Regions from separate parts of the Mus musculus genome. Here region 1 is linked to region 2. A link is a contact called in public Hi-C data. All regions are on one chromosome and are shown on one strand. Each heading gives the region's core, a stretch centred on a gene start, on an enhancer-like site or on the middle of the called end of the contact. The rest is flanking DNA. Distances are from core to core; before and after follow the strand shown. Region 1 has its middle 20 kb from the start of Nsd1. Region 2 holds the start of F12 (coagulation factor XII (Hageman factor)).

Region 1 (3,694 bases), core at 763-3,262, 240 kb before region 2:
CTATATGTTAAGTTAAAAGGCTTGCAGGTGGTGCAGAAAGAAGTCTGGTCACAACTGGCTACAGTGAACGAGCCAGGTACCCCAAGGACAGCTTACCAGTTCCAGCCAGAGATCTGATCTACGTACACCTGCGTCATGCTGAGACCCTCAAGCCTCACTAAAAGGGTCCCTGCCTAGTTCTGTTTACTAATCTGCCTTATTCTGTTTCTGTTCCCATGTTAAAGATAGAGTAAATGCAGTATTCTCCACATAGAGATATAGACTTCTGAAATTCTAAGATTAGAATTACTTACAAGAAGAAGTGGGGAATGAAGAATAGAAAATTACTGGCCTCTTGTGAAAACATGAACTTTTTACCTCGGAGCCCACCCCCTCCCATCTGAAAAACATTTTTGAGATAAAGGCCTCCTGGAACAACCTCAAAATGAACCGGGTACATTGCCAAATGATAGGACATGACTCCTTAGTTACGTAGATTCCTTGATAGGACATGACTCCTTAGTTACGTAGATTCCTCTGACAGAACCCCTTGTCCTTTGGCAGAACTCCCTAGTGATGTAAACTTGTACTTTCCCTGCCCAGTTCTCCCCCTTTGAGTTTTACTATATAAGCCTGTGAAAAATTCTGGCTGACCGTCGAGACTCCTCTACCCTGTGCTAAGGTGTATGAGTTTCGACCCCAGAGCTCTGTGTGCTTCCATGTTGCTGCTTTATTTCGACCCCAGAGCTCTGGTCTGTGTGCTTTCATGTTGCTGCCTTATTAAATCTTGCCTTCTACATTTTATGTATGGTCTCAGTGTCTTCTTGGGTACGCGGCTGTCCCGGGACTTGAGTGTCTGAGTGAGGGTCTTCCCTCGAGGGTCTTTCACAGGCACACCAGAAGAGGGCGTCAGATCCCATTACAGATGGTTGTGAGCCACCATGTGGTTGCTGGGATTTGAACTCAGAACCTCTGGAAGAGCAGTCAGTGAGTGCTCTTACCTGCTGAGCCATCACACCAGCACCCCCCAACCCCAAAGGATTCTTTATCATGTATTTACTACACTCACTGTGCTTTTTACAAGAGGCCAAAATATTCAAGCAACTAACATGCCCCGTAAATATGTATTTAGATATATGAAACAGGAACACAGCTTTAACTGAGGATGGCTCCCAGGACCCAGAGCATGCTAGATGAGCGCTACAGAGCTGAACTACACACCCAGTCCCCAATACTTACTTACTAAATGTATGGCTTACATTGAACCTGTAGCCGTGAAACATACATTCAGGCAAATCTGGGATAGAGTGAGCTCAGGCGTTGCTCCTCCGTGGTTTAGGAGGAGCAAAAGTAGATGAGGACCCCACCCCCACCCCCAGGAAAAGGACACGCTGCGTCTGGCTGTCTGGGAGAGCACAGAAGTGTCGAAGGGAGGTCACGGTGGGGAAAGTGAAGGCAGGCCAATTTCATGGAAACATCACCTAAGAAGGGATCAGAAGAAGCCAGGAAGCTCTGGAAACCCCACAGTTTTTATAGTCAGTGTGGCTGGAAGTGAAACAAAGGTTCACAAAGGCCAGCAGATTCACCACAGTAGCACTATCAGAGATCTGGAGCCAGATTACAGCGGGGACAAAGGCCGCCTTGAGGGAAGGGCAGGAGACAGGAAAAGAGGCTGGGCCTGGAGCCGGTTTAAAAAAAAAAAGGGTGGGGTGGAGATTGCGGGAGAAAAGAAAGAGGAGTAAGAGTTGGTACTCTAGCGGAGCAAGAGGCACAAAAACTCAAGGAAGCACGAGGTCGGACAGGAGGAGCCCAGGATCCTCCACTCGGAGCGTTGCTATCAGGGAGTGGCAAATCCAGATAGATTGATGGGCACAGCGACAGCCGGATCCGGGGCGAACTGGTCTGGACAAGAATTGGCAGTCTCTTCCCGACTCCGCCCAGTTTGCAAAGCTCACCTTTTTCCCAAGGCTCTTCATCCCGCACCAACGTCATGGCCTTGGCTGGGGTGGCCGCCGATTGGCCTGTGGCAGCCATGTGACAAAGACGAGTCTTAGCCACCCTCCCCCGAATGCAGTCCCACGTGTGGCCGCTGCGGCCGCGTGGTGTTGTCTGCAGCTTTATCGCGGGTTTGCAGGACGCCCTGCCGGGGAGCTGAGGCTTAGCCTCCCCCGGTCCTGTCCCGCTGACTGGAAGAAGCGTCCCCAAACCTGGTGCCAGGACACTGTGTCCTTTTGCTGAGTCTTACGTGGTTGTCAGTTATGATCCCACCTCTTCACGGATCCAAGGCTGTGAGTGTCTTAAACTGTATTGCGGTACCTCAGGCCTGTAACACCATTGAAAGGATCGTGAACTCAAGACCAGCATTGACCAGACAGTGTGGAGACAGCTCAGCACCAGCATTGATTACACAGGATGGAGACTCTTTAAAAAGAGACGGAAGCGGGGATAAGGAGGGAGGAAAAAGAGAGGGAGAAAAGGTAGTATTTTATATTTTTGGGGTGTGTGGGGGTGGGGACTAGTTCAGCTGCTAAGGGGAGAGCATAAAGTCCTGGGTTCTAGCTGTAGAACCCACCTAAAGAGCTTAGTGATGGCCAGTAATACAGAGTTGGGGTGCTGGCTGTCATTGAGCCCAGGTCCAAGGTGAATGGCCCTGAGGAAAGACTTGGGAGTACTCTGGCCTGCACGAACACGCATAATAAAAATATAAAATAGAAAGAAATCAAAAGGTGGGGTTTTTTGTTTGTTTGTTTGTTTTTGTTTTTTTTTTGTTTGTTTGTTTTTGGTAAGTAGTGTTTTAGGTCTCAGGGTGTGGCTAGGAGCCTACCAGTTATGATTGCCAGCAGTATAAAAAGTAAATAAATAGCATTTTAGAGACTTGGAAGCCAGCACATCTAGCTGAAATGAACTGTCCACCATGTGGCCCAGGGCAGATCTTCAGTTTGATTGATCCTCAGATTCCCTATCTATGAAAGAGGATTACCCAGAGCTCCTAAGATGGCTCAGTGGACTAAGGCACTTGCTGCCAATCCTGTGACCTGAATTCACTCCCATATAGTAGAAAGAAGGATCAACTTGTGCATGTCTTCCGACTTCTACAAAGACACAAGCCTGCCCACAAAACCACCGCACTCACATCCACCCATAAAATACATTCATATAGGGGTTTTGTTTTGTTTTGTTTTGTTTTTTGAGACAGGGTTTCACTGTGTAGCCTGGCTGTTCTGGAACTCACTCTGTAGACCAGGCTGGCCTTGAACTCAGAAATTCTGCCTCCCGAGTGCTGGGATTAAATACATGCGCCACCATGCCCGGCCATATAGGGTTTTAAAAGCCAGGGGACTGGAGTGAAGGCTCAGAGGTTAAGAATGCTTGTTCTAGAGGGTGGGGGTTGGGTGTGTGTGCTCAAGTTTGATCCCAGCACTCAGGAGGCAGAGGCTGGTGGATCAATGTGAGTTCGAGGCCAGCCTGGTCTACAGAGTGAGTTCCAGGACAGCCAGGGCTACACAGAGAAACCCTGTCTTGAATCGCCCCTCACTCTCTTGCACCCTCCCCCTGGTTACTGCTCTATCATAAGCATCAGTCAGGGTGGTCACACAAACCTGTAACCCGAGCTGCAAAGCATCTGATAGGGATCGGCACACATATGCACTCACACATACCTAAGTAATGAAAATCTTTTTTTTTTTTTTTTTTTTTTTTTGGTTTTTCGAGACAG
Region 2 (4,101 bases), core at 821-3,320:
TCTCAAAGAGAAAATGAAAAAGAAATCACTGTCTACTTCAGGGGAACACCGTGAGGCTTAGTGGCAATGCTTGGGACATTGAGTCCAGGACTCAGTAGGTGCTCAACAAATGTGTTTTGTTTCTTCCTCTTCTTCTTCTTCTTCTTCTTCTTCTTCTTCTTCTTCTTCTTCTTCTTCTTCTTCTTTTCTCCTTTTAGTGGCAATTTAGCAACAGGGTGATAGAGAGAGGGAAGGGTCCTAGAACTTGGAGACAGGGGGCCATGGTGGGTCAGGTTGAAAGGGACAGCAGCTGATTGGCTTAGAGTGGTTAGGACAGAAGCCTGGAGGGTCACACTGAGTTGGGCTTCAGTGAGAGACATCACACTACAAGCCTCAGCTTGACCCCACAGACAAGGCTCACTGTGGTAGAGTTCTGTACTCACAAGTCCTATAGCAGGGTTTGGGGCAGGATGGGGGTGGAACCCTTCACCTAAGTCAAATTTACTAAAAGTTAAGATTTTTTTTCTTGGGCTGGAAAAATGGCTCAGCATTTGAGATCTACTGTCTGTTCTTGTAGAGGTCCTGAGTTCAACTCCCAGCAACCACATGGTGGCTCACAGCTATCTGTAATGAGATCTGATACCCTCTTCTGGCATACAGGTGTACATGCAGATAGAACACTCATACATAAAATAAATAAATAAATCTTTAAAAAAGAATTGTTCTTTCTTTAATTAATTAATTATTTACTATATGTGTTGCTGTCTTCAGACAGACCAGAAAAAGGCATCAGATCCCAGTACAGATAGATGGTTGTGAGCCACCATGTGGTTGTTGGGAATTGAACTCAGGACCTCTGGAAGAGCAGCCAGTGCTCTTAACCTCTGAGTTATCTCTCCAGCTTAAGAAAGAATTTTTTCTTTAAAATTAAAAAAAAAAGGAATTTTTTCCCCTCACAGTGCTGCAGACCAAACCCAGGTGTGTGTGCGTGCATGTTGGGCAAGTGCTCTGCCAGTGAGCTATGCCCTAGCCTAAGAGCTAACATGTTAGGGCATTTTCCTGGCAGCAGCATCTACAACAATGAGGAACCCTTTCTCCTCAGCAACCCGTCTAACTTTTCAGACAGGGAAAAATGAAGCAGAGAGTAAACTCACAAGTGAGAAAGTTAGGGTTTGGAGACAACTTGGGGTGTCTGTGATCTTGGGTGAGTCTAAAGCTCTGTTCTGGCTCCCATCGCCCACTGAAGCTCTGAACTCTACCGGTTATGTCTGACATTCTCCAGGAGTGTTGAAAGGAAAGGGAGGAAGATGGGGAAACTGGCGAGCACTTGTTGGTGTGCAGGTGTGATGACATCATCAGATGACATCATCTCCAACACTACAGAGTACCTGCCAGGCTCTAACACAGGCATCCAGGACAGCCCAAGCCTGGCACTCCGGGCACACATCTGAATCTGTAGGCACCCAGGTTTAAATGTCAACGGAACAGCTTGGCTCAGGATCCCTCCTTGCTCCAGAGGCCTGAGACCACGCAGGCTAAAGCACAGCCATCCCCACAGAGTAGATTAGGAAAAGAGGCCAGATCACTTACCCACTGTGGGCCCATCAGGTGCGTCCTTAAATTTCTTGGAGTCTTTCCATGGTGGAGCCTATAGGAGAGAGAAGGCAGGAACATTGCCCACAATGTTAGACTTCCCTTGATCCTATAGGCCTCAACCTCCTGCCACCTCGCCAAAGTACAGGATTTCCTCACAAAGTGTAGCCTTCCTTTCTCTTCTCATTGACTCCCCCACAAAAGTAGCCTGTGTCCTCACATCCACCAGCATGGGCTGCTACCTCCTTTGTTTGGATCTTCTGGGCTAGCTGTGCCTTCCCCCAACCCCCACCCCCACCACAAGTCTCTCAGTCACCTGAACTAGCAGGTGACAGGCAGAGGCTAAATCCGGAACAGGGACCCCTCACTGCCACTCTGGCTCAATCCCAGTGTCCACCGTCCTCACCGAAAGTGTCAGATCCAGACTCATCAGCAGAGACCCCAGGAACAACAGAGCCGTCATGGCGTCTGCCGATGGCCCCGCTGCCTGCCCAGGAGTGAGGATCAATAGATGCGGGCAAAGGTCTCAGAAGCTTCAGAGGTAGAGATTGGTCAAGCTTGCTCCTGGGTCTGAGGAGCAAGGGCTTCATGGGAGACCCAGCAGAACAGCGCTGTAGAAGTGTTTTGAGCAGGGAGTCACTGGTGGGAGTAGCGGACTGAAGAGTTAGGTTCCTGCCCTCCATTTTCCTGACTTTACTAGGATGGTGTTCCAGGTCCTGTTGAGGGTAAGGTAAGAATGATGGGACAAAACCTGCTTTCAGAATCTTACAGAATGCTTATGTGACCTTCCTTCATGCAGCTTCCTTCTGCTGTGTGACCAATTACCACACTCTGAGCACCCTAAAACAATGCCCCCCAAAACTACTTTTACGGATGCACAGACCCATGGGTAAACACTTGGTGCTGCATAGTTAGAGTTTCTGCCCAGATCATCAGAACGCTGAGGTTCAAGCTGAAGTCTCTGGAGCCTCTAAAGTGAGATCCCCCCCCAGGTCCTGGTCAGAACTCACTTCCATGTGGCTGCAGGACAGATGTCCCAGCTTCTTCTCAGCTGTCGACCACGGCTACGTGTGATTTCTACATTTCTGGCCACCTACTTCCTCTAACTTTAAAGCCAGTGTCAGGGCTGGAGGTGTCGCTCAGCAGGTATGGACTTTAGATCCAAAGGATCCAGGCTCTATTCCCATCTACCTACAGGAGGGCTCAGAGCTGTCTATAACTCCAATTCCAGGGGTTCTGATTGCCTCTTCTGGACTCTGCAGGTATCAGGCATGCACATGGTGCATGGGCATGCATGAGGGAAAACATTGTACATAGAATAAATAAATTAATTTTAAGAATTAAAAGCAATAAAACAGAGGGTGGAGCAGAGAATGTCCCTGCATTGAATTGCTTCACACTGTGTCTGCTTTGCCAGGAAACTTCTGGTCCCTTTTCAGGGCTCATCCGATTGGGTCAGGCCCATCAAGGATACTCCCACAGAGTGAGAGTCCATGGCGGTACATGATTTTACTGCCATGATGCAAAGGCAGGTAGGTCTGTATGAGTTCGAGGCCAGCCAGCTGTCTACACAGTGAGTTCTGGTTAGTCAGGGCTGTGTAGCCAGACTCAATATGGGCCCTTAATCACAGTTGCAAATTCTTTTCCTCTGGAGACACTATGTTTCTCAGGTTGACTTAATTGTGATTCTCCTGCCTGCTTCAGCCTCCCTAATTTCCTGTGCCACCATGGCCACCTACATCGGCAAATTCTCTTACAAAAGGACTGGGGATGTGGCTCCTCGGTGGAAGCATGAGACTCAGTGGCAGAATGCTCGCCTAGGATGCATGGCCTTGATTCCCGGTGCCTCAAGGAAATATTTTACAAAATAACCTCAATCACGGTCAACTTGGGTCACTGGGAGCAGGCAGAAATACACAGGGATGATGATCTCGCTGTCATCTCAGAATTGTACTCTTTCCAGAGTGAAGTGCTAAATCAAAGGGCATTGCCTTGTCTTACAGCTGAAGTGCTGGGCAGAAGGTGGGGAGCAGGACACTGTGGCTTTTTCTACCCAGCATTTATTTTGCTCAGTAGGAACCAACCCTCCCTCCCTCCCTCCCTCCCTCCCTCCCTCCCTCCCTCCCTCCCTTCCTCCCTCCCTCCCTCCCTTCCTCCCTCCCTCCCTCCCTCCCTCCTGGGCTTCCAGAGTTGCCAGTGGTACCTTCTTAGTTCAAGAGCCAGAGCATGGCATCTCTAGACTACAACTGAGAAATAAGCTTTCGTCTGCCTCCTGAATGCAGGGATTAAAGGCAAGTGCCACCAGCCCCAACCCCCACCCCCACCCCCTTACCCTCCCTTACTAGGGTCTGGGATTGTTAGTGGGCATCTACCACTGATCCGGGTTGGTGGGCATCTATCACTGGTCTGGGACAGTCTGAGAAGAAAAAGCCAAGCAACCAGGGAAGAGAGGGTGGGGAATCTTCATAGGTGATTTCATTTTATAGACAATAAAGGCAGACTATAACAGGTTCCTGGTGCTCCAGGAAG

Evidence for each region. A called contact is a pair of places that touch in the nucleus more often than the background predicts.
Region 1: a contact with region 2 is called in a Hi-C map of liver, with 2.6 times the contacts expected there. The contact joins the enhancer-like site here to the promoter of F12 in region 2. A contact is called at or near these places in 5 of 39 promoter capture datasets (hematopoietic stem and progenitor cells, liver, pre-B cells and 1 more), 3 of 484 Hi-C or Micro-C datasets (the N1E-115 cell line, liver and regulatory T cells) and 1 of 9 other capture datasets (pancreatic islet).

What each region holds. Positions count from the first base shown.
Region 1 is chr13:55,188,374-55,192,067 of GRCm38.p6, forward strand. No RefSeq gene overlaps it. Among named protein-coding and RNA genes, the nearest start is that of Nsd1, 20 kb to the right of the region's middle. Within about 2 kb of position 2,013, at least 411 of the 459 cell types and tissues checked have an H3K27ac peak or open chromatin away from gene starts, as enhancers often do. A contact at or near this core is called in the N1E-115 cell line, hematopoietic stem and progenitor cells, liver and 4 more, where this site is marked.
Region 2 is chr13:55,424,734-55,428,834 of GRCm38.p6, forward strand. It overlaps F12 (coagulation factor XII (Hageman factor)), which reads right to left and starts at 2,071. Exons shown (of 14, transcript NM_021489.3): 1 at 1,979-2,071; 2 at 1,570-1,627. The coding sequence starts at 2,035.